Linked DNA regions of Mus musculus: region 2 is linked to region 1. The links are chromatin contacts, called in public HiCAR-type maps. All regions are on one chromosome and are shown on one strand. Each heading gives the region's core, a stretch centred on a gene start, on an enhancer-like site or on the middle of the called end of the contact. The rest is flanking DNA. Distances are from core to core; before and after follow the strand shown.

Evidence for each region. HiCAR-type assays count read pairs that join an accessible place to other places.
Region 2: a contact with region 1 is called in a HiCAR-type map of fibro-adipogenic progenitors, with 2.7 times the contacts expected there. The contact joins two enhancer-like sites. A contact is called at or near these places in 4 of 484 Hi-C or Micro-C datasets (bone marrow-derived macrophages, growing oocytes and uterus), 1 of 115 datasets of contacts at active chromatin or transcription factors (fibro-adipogenic progenitors) and 1 of 9 other capture datasets (embryonic stem cells).

The regions. Positions count from the first base shown.
Region 1 is chr1:161,460,258-161,467,442 of GRCm38.p6, reverse strand. No RefSeq gene overlaps it. Among named protein-coding and RNA genes, the nearest start is that of Tnfsf18, 31 kb to the left of the region's middle. Within about 2 kb of position 3,517, at least 58 of the 459 cell types and tissues checked have an H3K27ac peak or open chromatin away from gene starts, as enhancers often do. A contact at or near this core is called in fibro-adipogenic progenitors, where this site is marked.
Region 2 is chr1:161,595,677-161,602,861 of GRCm38.p6, reverse strand. It overlaps the pseudogene Gm5704. Among named protein-coding and RNA genes, the nearest start is that of Gm31815, 7.8 kb to the right of the region's middle. Within about 2 kb of position 4,506, at least 9 of the 459 cell types and tissues checked have an H3K27ac peak or open chromatin away from gene starts, as enhancers often do. A contact at or near this core is called in fibro-adipogenic progenitors, where this site is marked.

The sequences.
Region 1 (7,185 bases), core at 2,268-4,767:
TTATCTTACTGGTTTATAATTTAATCATTTCCTGTGAAGACTGCTCCCAAGTGACCCCCTGATGAGACAGACAGCTGGATTCAATTCACCTCTTCCCCTCCCCCTATCATTTAAAACTCTGGAAACTATTGAGAAAGAAACACACATATTTTCAGACCATTGCAATGCCTCAGGTTAACAGTCTGGAGGCCTGTAGCCCCAGAAGCAAGTTCCAGATTAACTCAAATAGTGCTATAACCTGACTTTCTGAACATGGTGGTCCCTTGTCCTTCTGGTTTAATTGTTGTTAGACTAATTTTTATTGTTTCCATTTTTTTTCTAAAAAGGAGCTGGAGCCAGGTGTGGCTGTAGGAAATGACCAGCCATGGGTAGAAAATTCCGTTCTCACAGAGGCTGAAAGAGAGGAATAAAAGCATCAGTAGCTAGGCTGGAGAGTGAAGACGAGCCTGCTCTCCCTGCCACTGTCTCTGGTTTTCTTTCTAAAGAATCCCCAAAGCTCACGAGTAGCTAGCTCTTTGCATTAGAAATTGTTGTTTTCTGTTTCTAGAGATTTATTTATTTATATTTTATACTTAAGACTGTTTCATCTGCATATATATACATATACCATATGGATGGCTGGTGCCCACAGATGCCCAAAGAGGATGCTCTATTTCCCAGAATTGGAGTTAGAAGTCATTATGAGCAGTCATGTGGGTGCTGGGAACCAAATGTAAGTCCTCTGAAAGAACAGCACATGCTCTAAACTGCTAAGCCATCTCTCCAGGAACGATTTATATGTTTTCTACCACCCCATTGATTCTCTCCAAGGCAGTATTGTGAAGGCTTCCTTGGGGGGAAATATCTATATGGTGGGTCTGGAAAGGCTCATCATGGAACAACAGTTGTGAGTTGAAGAAGTGGAAGAACCTTGCCACAACAGCCTAAGATGCATTCTGAGTTGTCAAAGATCTGTCACACCACAGATCTAGGTGGGCATGAGTTAACAAGCAAGTTTCATACTGACTTGACAAAGCTTTCAAAATGATCTGGAAGATCAGGAATAAATTTAGAATTCTTAACTCACTCACAACTGATATTAAAAAAAAATGTTCACAACTGATATAAAAAATGACATGACAAGAGCCAGCCTCTGTCACTATCCTACCCATTCTCTGTCTATCATTAGCTTCTTACCACATACTGAGGAAGGTCGGTGTAAATATACATATATTACACTAACTTACACATCCCAGCTCTGTCCACAGGCCCTCCCCCTACTTCATTCCAAACTGCAGCAAGCAGTGTGGCTACTTGGAGTCCTGGGAATGTACATACCACAATTGTTTTTTACCTTTGAAGGGTGGACACAAGGAATAGGCCCCTAAGCCCTGAAAGCAAGGAAGCCCAGGTGTCTATAAGGTCTGAAAAGGTATGGGTAGTTTATAACCACTTGACCATGCTAACTCTCCTACAGGAAAGGATGCAGCCTCAGGAAGGATAGCACGGAGCTCCAGCTGACCACATTGGTCCTGGGGCCCTGTGGTAGGTATACATGTTCCTCATCTCCCCCCACCCCAAGCAGAATCTCTTTTTAGTGGACCTCATCAGACTTCTAGACACTTCTCTTGATGTGTTTTGGTTTTGTTGTAGTTTTGTTTTATTGGGTTTGTTGTTATTGGTGATGGTGTTTTGGTGTTTTGTTTTGTTTTGTTTCCCCTAAGAAGAATCTAATGAGATATTGCTTTGAGGACAGCCAGGACTCAGCCTACATGGCCTCTACACATCCTGAAGACTAACTCAGGGAAAATAAGATGCTGGAAGCTAAATATTTAACTGATCTAGGTTAGCTGCTGAAGAAAAGCAACAAACCATGGGGACATGGGAGACAGATGGGAAGAAAGGACACACCTGCATGGCAAGGTTGGAATCTTCTAAGGTTTTAACCTTGGACAGGAAATTGCAGCTGTGACACTGATAGATGCTAAAGGTTATTTTCAAAAACAAATGTAGTCCATTTTAATCAGCGATGCTAAAGGAAAGGTTGGATCATCTTTGCACTGTCTCTAGAGAGTGTTGTCATAGTAACAGCTGATCAGAGTGTACAGCCATGGAAGTATAGACAGCCAAGTTTATCGTGTTCTTAAAAGTGCTGGACAGTATTTCAGTCCGTTTGTAAGAGATATATTAGTTCTTCTTCACATGGCTGTGACCAATCCCGAGTAAGAAAAGAGCATAAAGGAAGAAGGGATTATTTGAACTCACAGTTTAAGAGACACAGTCCATGGATGGAGAAGTCATGATGGCAAGGGCATGAGGAGGCTGGCCACACTGAGTCCACCATCAAGCCATGAAGCAGGGCCAGTCTGCAAGCCCTCAAGGCAGGTCTCAGTGACCTACTCCCTCTATCTCCTACTTCCAAAGCAGTACCACCAGGCAGGGACCAACTGTTCAGACATATGAGCCCTGTGGTTGGCATTTTACACTCAGATCACCTAAAAATAGGAAAAAAAAAAGAGCACAAACTATGAACATAGTTGTTACCTCCTCTCTTGTCACCAATTCCTGAAGAATAAGCATTAGCCATCTTACAGCACCCAGATCCCACCTGGTCTACATTAGCCAAGTGGTCCTCAGCATCAGCAATTGCAAGATGGCACACAGAGAGATTTTTTAAAAAACTGTTCCAAAAGGCATGTGCCTAGTTCTTGGTGGAACCAGTGATCCCAGAGAAACATAGGTCCTTTCTTTAGATTTTTAGTCTCATTAATAAAAGAATTTAAGAATGGGCTCAAACAAAAGTATAAGGATAGTTTTGTTAGAGAATAAAAGAAAAACCTCCTAGGGTAGGCAAAGTGTGCATCACAGCAGTTGCCCAGAGGAGTGAAATGGAGAGGAGAATGGAAAGCCACACCACAGGACTTAAGTTGGCTCCAAGGTCAGCCACAGAGGGGAAGGGGGACCTTAGGGCTAGAACAGTGAAGTACTAGAATAAGTTCCTTGAGTTCTAGCTAGCATCTGTAAGGAAGAGACAAAACAAAGAAAAGTTGGACTTCTCTGAGTTTCAGAAAAGTGGACAGATCCAACAAATCTCATGGCACTTTATAGTGACTGCTCTGGAGGCAGGAATTCTAAGAAGCGAAAGTGTATTCCTCCTTAAGTCACTTTAGCATGACTTAAGGTAAAACTGCCTTCTGAGGGTGGGAGTGGAGAGTGAAGGGTGGAGGGGGGGGGTCACTTCCCTCCTTAAAAAAATCAATTAAGTGAATAGAAGCTGAAGCACTAATTTACTCTCTGGGGCTTTCTCCAATCAATGTGACTTCAAAAAAAAAAAAAAAAAAAACAACCTCAAACATACAAGGGTCTTGCCCCTCCTACTGAGTACTGATGCCAGTTGTGGCCACTGACAGAAAATCCCCTCAGACTGTTCTATCCACCTGGGCTGGCCCAAGTTGTTTGCCTCACTGTTGATCCCAGCCCCACTTACATCACTAAGAAGAGGAAGCCCCAGAGGAATTTTGTCTCAGACAGTTTCTCTGCCAATGCTGTTAGTTGGGGCTTTTAAAAGCGAAACCAACCATCTGGCTTGTTCCCTGGCTTGCTGCATTCCTGAGCCACAGCTGCTTGCTCCATCAGCCAAGCAAAGAAGAAAGCTTTGGCCTAATGGTGATAGACAATTTTCTACTGTGGGGATTTAAGAATTCCAGTTGCCCCTCACATTTGTTGACATGCCTTCAATTCCCTCAACTTCCTGGGCCTTTGGTAGCCAGATAAAGCTTCATCGCCCTATTACTCAAATGAAGATGTGAGGTCTGGCTCCTGGACCTGGAATTAAATGCCTAGATGATTCTAACACTGCCAATGTGGCACCAGACACTGCCCAGCTGTGAAAGAATACCCAAGACAGGCTGTGAGGCTGCAGTCATCTGAGGATGTAAAGCAAGGCATTGTGACTATAAACTGTGTGAGACTGCTCAGAGCTGCTTCTGGCTTCCCTCTTCCTTCCCAGAACTCAAGACTACCCTAAAAATCTTTGCTAATCCTGAATACCAATGCTATCCACTCCTGTTACCATTCTTTGCCTCCCTTGATGGTCATTCCTACAAGCAAGATTGATTTCTTCTGATACTGTACCCCACCCTGCTTCTATGAGGAAGAATTTCCTGTTCATCATGGCAACAGCCTTGTGCCTTTGCATACTGTAATATAAGCCCTGCACAGGCACTATTTAGTTTTCCTGGACTCTCGTGACTCCTCTTTGATGTCCTTTATAGTTTTCCTTCTAAATAACAAGGAAAATGAGCAAATATCTTTTATTCCACATTGTATTATCAAAAGGCTCCCATAACAGCCAGACTTCTCCCTGCACTCTGTTCCCAGAATATGAAGTAAGATAGAAAAATAGGGGAAAGTAAGAGAACTTGGAAAGGGAAAGCACCTCTTCCCAGGATCAACTGTGTGTGTGTGTGTGTGTGTGTGTGTGTGTGTGTGTGTGTGTGTGTGAATGTGTGTGTGTGTAAGCCCCGATTCTTCAGGAAAACCCAGGAGAGCTCAAGAACTGCAAAGTCTGCTGCAATTTGCATAGGAGTCCTTTATTGCAAGTCTTGACTCAGATAGAAAACCTTCCCACAGCATAGGTCCGGAGTGCAACCCCAAGCTCAGGTGTCTTAACGCTTATATAGAAATTCCTTGAATGCTTAGGGTGAAGGGGAGGGGAAGCAGGTGAGGTAAGTCATAACTCAGACACGATACCATTTGATAGAGCAGAATCTCGAGTCTGAGAGGGGGATTAAAGATGGTCTTTTGTGGGGCTATCAGGAACTATCTTTATGGTTGTCCATAACTGTCTGTGACCTCTGATTACCTCTTTTCTATGATTTAAATGTGGGCCCCTAGTCTCCTCTCTTCAAGGATAGGCACCAGCTGCACCTGGTTATCTAGGAGGGTGCTGGCCCAGGTGCCACTGAAGCTGAGGAGTTTTTGTCATTTGTCTTACTCAGGCTGGCACCCATGGCTTCTTGAGTCCACTTAGAGCAGCCAGGGAGGTGGAAGAACCCCCAAGTTTGCTGCAAGGTGGGAGGGGGCAGGGGTGGGGGAAAGCAGAGCTTCTGAGGGAAAATGCAGAGGCAAGCCACAGAAGCAAGCCTCACTGCGCTTGCTGTGACAGAGCCTAGGGAGAAGGGGACTTCTGCAGGAGAGTGTAGAAACACACCACCTGTGTACCTTGTGTGTGTGTATGTGTGTGTGTGTGTGTGTGTGTATGTATGTGTATGTATGTGTATGTATGTGTATGTGTGTGTATGTGTGTGTATGTGTGTGTATGTGTGTGTTTATGTATGTGTATGTAAGTGTATGTATGTGTATGTATGTGTATGTGTGTGTATGTGTGTGTATGTGTGTGTGTATGTGTATGTATGTGTGTGTATGTGTGTGTGATGTGTGCTGTGTTGTATGTATGTGTGTGTGTTTCTGACCTAGAATCAAAAACTTTCACCCAACTAACATAAATCAAGATTACCTACAAAGGCAGTATTCTTTTCCCAAGTGGTTGCTCAAACAAGAGTATTAAATACAACAAATAGACTATTATACTTGAGACCAGAATGTCTAGTGCCAGGGCCAACCCCTGGCGGGTCTTCTTTCTTGTTTGGTTCTTCTTGAGGCAGTGGAGGGGGAAGAACATTGGTGGGGTAAGACTTGGTCTTAGGAGATATTTAGAATTGCTGTGTAATAATAAAACATTTCTCTACCTTAAGTCACTTTGCCGTGGTAGCTGACCTGCCTGTCTGAGTTCCTCTGAGGCCAGTAACTGTTTAGCAGTTCATCATAAAATAGCAGATTAAGTAAAAAGATTTCTTGCTGCTGCTCTTTTCTCTGGTGAATCAGCCAGAAACCTCTCTGGATAAAATGGTTAACTCTTTGTGAACCAGAGAGGAAGGAAAGGAAAAGAATTGAGATGCTGTATATAGGCAAATATGCACAGACATATATTCCTTCAAACATTCATATACCCATACTCTGGCTGGGCCTGACTGTCTGTCACAATCAAATCCACAAGTATTTATGCACACTTATATATATACACATATACCTACACACAAACATATATTCAAACAGACATATACATTTGGATGGCTGGATAGATAGATGGGTGGGTGGGTGGATGGGGCAAAGCTCCCCAAGCCAAACCATTATACCAACAACTTTATTTCTTTTCTCTGGTCTTTTTATACCTTCCTAGTCAGAAAAGTTCTTTAAAAGATTACTTCAGAGATAAAATGTTACATAAAATGGGCATTACAGAAGGATGTTGATATTAAGTTCAAAGCAGTATTTCATTATAATATACTCATTAAAAGTCCAAGCAACAGTTTCTTATGGCCTTGCCTTTTCATAGTGCACACCTGTGACTTCACCCTTGAGCCTAAATGCTGTTCCTTAAACACAAAATTGTCCCTAGTCTACTTCTCTTTTTAGTGTGATTATGAAAGCTTTTTGTTTTTCTTATTATGTTGCCTTATTTACTATTATGAGGAGTGATCACATTCTATTCTTGATTCTAAATTTATTCATCTTTCTGGAAACTAAGATCATCTCTAAAAAAAAAACTTTCTTCTTAAAATTATTTGAATCAAATCAGGGATTCTATAGAATTATTATCTATTTGTCTGTATAGCATTACTACAAGATAGTATATCTTTGTTGCTCTGTAGAGATCTGCTAAAAAGGGTGGGCTAATGCCTAGTGATAGTTAGGTAATTATTAATAACAGGAAAATGAGGAATCTTTCCTAAAATGAATTTCTCCTGGGCCTTACCTATCAGAGAAAATCTGTCATGGATTTAGTCCAATGTGGACTCATCTCAGGAAGATCATTAGTGTCTCCTATGATGGCTCCTGACAACCTAGGATGTTTGAGTTTAACTACATCAGCACTGCTGTCACATCCCTACACCTGAGCAACATACCTATAAAACCATTTGCAAGTTCATTTTCAGAAAGGATATCTGAGAAAGAAAGAAAGAAAGAGAGAGAGAGAGAGAGAGAGAGAGAGAGAGAGAGAGAGAGAAAGAAAGAAAGAAAGAAAGAAAGAAAGAAAGAAAGAAAGAAAGAAAGATGGATGACTGGTTTTTGATTTCAGTAACAGATGAATAATAAATAAATAAATAAATAAATAAATAAATAAGAAGAGCCATCTGGTCCTTG
Region 2 (7,185 bases), core at 3,257-5,756, 130 kb before region 1:
GGCCTCTCTTTGCAGTGATGGCCAACTAGGCCATCTTTTAATACCCTTTATTTATTTTTAATCAACCTTTCCTAGTGCAATTAGAACATTTGGTCAAAGTGTTTCTATTTATTTATTTATTTATTTATTTATTTATTTATTTATTTAATGCATATGAGTACACTGTAGCTTTGTGAACCACCATGTGGTTGCTGGGATTTGAACTCGGGACCTCTGGAAGAGCAGTCAGTGCTCTTAACCACTGAGCCATTGCTCTAGCCTGGTCAAAGTGTTTCTTATTTGTGGCAATTATGTCTAGCATATGTCTGGCAACCATTATATTCAAAAAGAAGGAAGATGGAAAGAAGAGAAAGCCATAGAAAGAAAACAGAAGGCTATGATTGTGGGTGTGAGCTAACAAAGGAAGAAGGCCCACAGGTAGGTGCTACCCTTTGCCAAAGCATTCTCATTTTACTGAGTTCTCCTAAATTCTCCTCAACTGATTTAATATCTCTTTAGCCACTAGAGGGAAATGTCATCATGTCTCCTTTAGGAAAACTTCCTAAAGAAAACTCCCCGCCCCCCCCTTCTACTGGAGCCTGTTTCTTCTGGACCATATCAACACGAATCACAATTTCACACACTTCTTCCAGTTAGGTTGTTACAGAAATTAAGCGACATTTTAATAAGGTGGCAACTATCATAAAATGACTTGGATCCCTACTGTAGATGGCTCTCATTTTTTCTTTATTCCTAGAAATCAAAAGATAGTCTAATTGCTCCCCTTAAGCTCGCATACGTGTTTGGGTGTACCCTGTGTTACAAGCTGTTGATATACTGTTACCTCAATGTGTACTTTACTGTCTTCCATAAAACATGGCTGGGAGTGGAGTGATAGGTCAGAGGTGACAAGTGCTGGGTGTTGTTCTGGAGAACCTGAGTTTGGGTCTTATATTCACATGAAAGCTCACAACTACCTGTAACTCAAGATCCAAGATACTTGATGCCTCTTTTGCCCTCAGAGGACTGCTGCCACACGTATACATATTCCTCCCAGCACATATACATAATTAAAACAAAACTAATAAGAAAACAAGACTAGACATTCTGCAGGAAAGTATGGAATCTTTTCCTCCCAACTATTGTCAAAATATATTGACAAAAATTGAACAAATATCAAAATATATTTTAAAACACATTAAATTTTAATGTGTTAAATTTTATTTATTTAGGCATTATCATGACATTTCATAAAATAGAAGCAATGTAATTTCTAAGTAATAGAGAGAAAGAGGGTGGAGAGACTGAGAGAGAATAAGAGTTGTGAAAGCTGAGGAATTCTAGAATCTTCAGGTAGCAGGCTGGAGAACCAAATGAGCCAATGCTTCATTTTGCACTTTGGCCAACCATGGAAGGTCAAAATGACTGCCAGGAGAAGGTCTCCTCAATCCATAGCCAATCAGCTTTCCCTATCTGTTGGGCCTCACCTCACCTGATCAGTCATACCAGGCACTTCAGAGGGCAGCTTTTCTTTACCCTGCTCCATAGTTCAAACACTGGTCTCATGCTCAAGCACCCTCACAAGACGTACCTGTAATAACGTCTAACCAATATTCATACTCACTGCCAAGATGACTCATAGCTATCAATCCCAGAGAAACCTATTCACAAAGAACTGTGCTGCACTTTTTCTGTAACAGGATTTGTGAGAACAGGAAAAAGAAGTAATGTCCTGAACATAAAGGTGTTCATACGATTTGAGAGCCTGTGTATGGTGTAGCCTAATGGTTCTCAACCTGTGGATCATAACCCTCTGGGTGATCAAACAACCCTTTCACAGGGGTCACGTGTCAGATATCCTATCAGATATTACATTGTGATTCATGACAGTAGCAAAATTATAGTTATGAAGTAGCAATGAAATACTTTTCTGGTTGTAGGCCACCACAACCATATTGCCCTCTGTTACAAAGGAAACATGTGGGCCCAATTTAAAATGATCCTTGAATCCACTACCGAATGCTTCCAACCTAATCCCTTGTAGAGAAACATTCTCTAAAGAAAGAAATATTTCTTTCACAGGGATCTTCCCATTGTGGTTCAAAAGTAGGAACCCATCTTCCAAGAGGGCTACTTCCCAAAGAAAACCAGGAGATCATCTACAGCTGGTGGAGGGAGGAGGTGGTGTTAGCAACTATGTTTGTTGGGCCTGACTAGGGTTCCATCTTTTTCTGAGGGGGCACATGGCAAATCCGCAATAGAAAGAATTTCTGATGATGGGGGAGGTGCAATTAGATGTCCTTGGATTTGATCTTACATACAGAGAACTCAGGCTGAATAAAGCTTCTTGTCTTCTTTAAGTACTGGCATACTACAGTCTTGTGTTGTCGGTCCAGGGGTGGGAAAGCACAGTCTGAGATGTGGGAAAGCCAGAGCTGATTCCGGGGTTTCCGGGCCTGTGATGAGGCCCGAACCATGGATTTCTCAGACTCTTGGACATCCAAGCACTGCTAGGAGTCCTGAAAGAGCAGAGAACTTGTCCCAGCAGGGATTGTCCTTACCTTGGTGGAGACAGGTTTAGTCTTGTTAAGTTGTGGCTCTGTAGTCGAATGAATCCATGGCTCCCCACAGCGGATCTTGATGAAAGCAACAGTCCATGGTTCTAAACAGTTTATTGGTTGTTTCATGGTTGGAAATGGATGAATAATGTTCCATACCTACTTCTCAGGGTAGACCTGAAATTAAATACCTTTTGCAGGGAGGAATGTCTGGAAAGGGAAGCTTATTGGCTAAGCCCTCTGGGCTTCTAGGTACCTCATTAGCACGTAGAACTCTGTTTTGGGCCTATGTGACCATAGGACACATTTCTTTTATATGAGGAACATGATATATATTCCAAGTCAGGAGTCTGGCAGGGAGCTGGAGTCGCCTAAGTCTCAGGTGTGTGCCCACAGAGTCTCCAGGTCTCACCAAGCTCTACCTTACCAAACTTCCTGGCATGGTTTTACGTCTCACAGCATGTTAGTGAAGGAGCTGTTTAGATGATGCAGCCTAGTCCTTCACGCCAAGTCTATATGTTATAGCCCACTGCTCCTGGGCTTCCAGTCTTCCTAGCCAGCTACTGTACAGAATACTATAGGCAATATTGAAACACGATGGAAAATATTTGTGTATGGTAAGCATATTTTCTTTCAACATTTTTTAAAAATTATTTTTATTTTTGTGTGTCTGTGTACCTGGTGTGTGTGTGTATGTGTGTGTGTGTGTGTGTGTGTGTGTGTGTGTGTGTGTGTCTGTTGGTTTTGGTCAGTGTTTTATCACAGCAACAGCAACCAAGTAAGGTAGGCCTTGCTTGTGTGGAATTATTTGAGTTTTATTAACTGAGGTTGGAAGGCCCACTCTGACTGTGGGGGAGCCACTCAGTGGGCTGAGTCCCTGAACCGCACAAAAAGGGGGAAGCTGGCTAGACATAGCATCCATGCTTCCTTTTCCTTCCTTCCTTCCTTTCTTTCTTTCTTTCTTTCTTTCTTTCTTTCTTTCTTTCTTTCTTTCTTTCTTTCTTTCTTTCTTTCTTTCCTTCCTTCCTCCCTCCCTCCCTCCCTCCCTCCCTCCTTCTCTCCCTCCTTTCTTTCTTTCTTTCTTTCTTTCTTTCTTTCTTTCTTTCTTTCTTTCTTTCTTTCTTTCTTTCTTTCTTTTTTTCGAGACAGGGTTTCTCTGTGTAGCCCTGGCTGTCCTGGAACTCACTCTGTAGACTAGGCTGGCCTCGAACTCAGAAATCCACCTGCCTCTGCATCCCAAGTGCTGGGATTAAAGGTGTGCACCACCACTGCCCAGGAGCTCCATGCTTCTTGAGTTCCAATTCAGTGTGACCACTGCCTCAGGCTCCTGCTGTCACCCTCCCTGCTCTGATGGGCTGTACCTTGTGAGGTTAGCCAAATAAACCTTCCTTTCTTGAGGTGCTTGGGTTGAGGAGTATTTTGTCACAGCAACAAGCCACGTCACTAAGACAGTGTGCATGGGAACAGAGGATGTCCCTTACAATGGTGTGTGAGAAGGAAGTTCTCCAACAGTGAGTCACCTTTCTCCCTACTATTTCTACCAATAGTTTTATGATGATTTATTTTTTACTTTGTATGTATGAGTATTTTTGCCTGCATGTATGTCTGTGCACCATGTGCATGCTTCAGGTCAGATGGAGTGGAAGTTACAGAGTTATGAGCCTCTATGTGAGGGTGTTGAGAATTGAACCCTAGTCCTTTGGAAGGACAGCCAGTGCTCTTAACTAGTTTTAATGCAGAAGGAATAAAACAAGAAGGCTGTAAAACCAACGAGCAGCCTGCAAACAATCCTGCTATAGCGGGTGCAGTCTGTCCCAGGGTTGGGATAAAGAACTGCTATCTTCCAGCCAGAGGGATGAGATAGTGGAAACAATGAACTCTCACTTCCAGATCAAGACAAGCAAGCAGTGGTCAGCCATATCCTGGAAGGACTTGGCAAACTCACTCAGTGTCTGCATGATCTGTTCAGAGACTGGGGCAAGGTCAATGTTCACATGGCTCTCTTGAGCAGGGGAAAGCATCTGGGATGTAGAAAGGATGGAGAAAGCTGACTTTGTTCAGCCCGCCAGCCATTCCAGGCTTTTGTGCATGTTAGCCAAGGCTTTGAGGTCACTGACATCACAGAGAATATCTTGTGGAGGAATGAGTTTGTCACAAGGGTTTCCAATCAGGACTTCAGACTCCTTGCCAAAGGCTGCCCTTATGAAGTCTTCTTCCTCCTCCCTCGCAGGCCTTAGCTGTTTGGGCTGAACCATGTTAGTCCAGTTTGGCAGCGATTTCAAGAGTCTGCTGATACCATCATCTTTTGCCCAAGATACACTGATGACAAATTTCTCTTTGGACTAGACAATGACCCTGCTGGCTATGGAGCGCATGCCCTTGTATTCCTAGAGCTTCACACACACACATCATGTTGAGAAACTGATCTGAATACACACTCAAGTCATGCATCAGGTTCATAAGGTCATAACTGTCTTCTCCACGATGATTGTGCTCTGTAGAAGAGGCCTCGGCACTCCCAGAACCTTCATGGTGTCTGCATTAGCTAGGATCTTCAAGAGGGCTGAGTTTTTGGTGATGCCTTCAGTCTCCTTGTTGATCTCAGCCAAGACCTGATTAAGGAAGATATTCTTGATATACATGGTGAGAAACTCTCGAAAAGGACACTGTTTGGCAGACTCAATCTCTTGAATAAGTCTCAGCAATGGATGGAATGTGACGGTAATATTTCTGGCTCCTGGTTTGCAGACAAATTTTGTTCCTCCACCTTCAATTAAGTTGTCATCAGGACCACCTTGAAGTTCTCCACTCCGATTGTAGAGCTCTCTTCTCTCTTCTTGGAGATAGCTCATACTGATAACATGGGAGGATGATTCAAACTTGAAAAGAGAATTCTTTGGCCTTTGTGGTTTCTTCTTGGCAAAAAAAAAAAAAAAAAAAAAAAAAAAAAGGCTGCGAACTTTCCTCTAGTACTAGCAAAGCTTAGATGAGCTAATGGTCCTGAGGCGGTACGTGTGTTCTTCATATCCAAGTATTCAGTCAACAGCATCTGTAGCACGTCCTGGATCTTCACCCACACTTCGGCCATGTCATATAATTTGATCTCTTCCTGCTGTGTTAGCTGGGTCCCAACAGAGTCCTGAAGGACCACAGAGTTTGCAGTGGCTACAGCGTTAAACTTAGCAAACAACAGTTCCAGCAGTTCTGGAAGTAGCAATGGCTGTTGTCAATTCTGTATAGTGCTGAATGACCAGTTCATCTAGGTCACGGTCATACTTCTCATAGGCATCTTCAAGGCGACCTTTCTCATTTTCTCAGTCTTCAGCGTCATCACTGGTAGACAGGGTCCTGGTCACCGAGATGAGGAGTCCCGTAGGGTCTTTGCTCTAGCTGACTGTGCTTCTGTTATTACCCACCAGCTGCTTCTGCTGCCATCTTGATACGGGAGAGAGAGCCATGGGGTGAACATATCGAACCACAGAAAGTACCTTAAAATATAGTAAAAAGGGAAATTTAAAAGTCTATCTGTGGAGGAATGGAGGGAATTTACCATGTGTGAACTTTCCTGGAGTGGAAAGTGCTCTTGAGTCAATGAGTGAATGGCAAGTGAGTTTGAAGGACCTTATGGTTCTCTACCATAGGCACTGTAAAGTTAGGCCACACAATTTGTTTTAAATAGTTCCTCAGCAATATATTAGCCTGTGCTTACTATGAATTTACTACTGTTTAAACTTTAACTTTTTAATAAACTTTAATAAAACACAAATATGTTAGACATCTATACAAAAAAAAAAAAAAGGCAAGGCTGTAGTTTGCGCGCACATGGTGTGGGTAAGCAGAAGCAATGCTTTGTGTTGAAATGGACCCTGCACCCAGCCTACTGAGGAGAAGCCTCTGAAACCACAGTCAGCAAAAGTCAGTCTTCATTTTAATTGTCTGCATCAGGTCAGGTACTTTATCATAGTGGTGAGAACCTGGCACAATAAGCACATGTTATAATGCTAGAACTTATGGAGGCAATTAGGTCTCCTAGTGTATTGTGTAGCAATTTTCTCTGAGGTGAAAACTTTCCAATTAAGAGGAAAAGGTCTTAAGACAAAGGATATAAAGAGAAAGAGAAACAATTGGCTACTTTAGGATAGGGTGTGTTAATTCCACAGATATTCCACAGGGGAAAGACCACTGACCCAAATAGTGGCCACATTAGTTAAAGCAAGCTTTTCTTCATTTACAAGAGGAGCTGTCTTTCCCGAAAGGAGGTTTCAAGAGATCAACAATGGACATGAGGAAGATAAGGTTTAGTAGCTCAGGAGTAGGGGTTTCCAAGAAGGGCATTTGGCAATATCTGGCAAATAGGCCCAGTTAAAAAGGCAGAACATGCACATAACAAGTTGATCGTAACAACCTCCTGAAACAAGGACAAATTTGGAAGGTGGTCCTTACTGTTAGCATTTCTTCTAGGCTCCGCCCAACAGTTACCTAGCAACAGCCAGGCTTGCTGTTAAAGGACTGTTTGCGCTCTCGCTCTCTCTCTCTCTCTCTCTCTCTCTCTCTCTCTCTCTCTCTCTCTCTCCCCATGTGTTCCCGGCCAGCCTCTTCCCTTCTTTCTCTCTTCTCTCTCTTTCTGTCTTTCTCTGTCCCCTTCCTT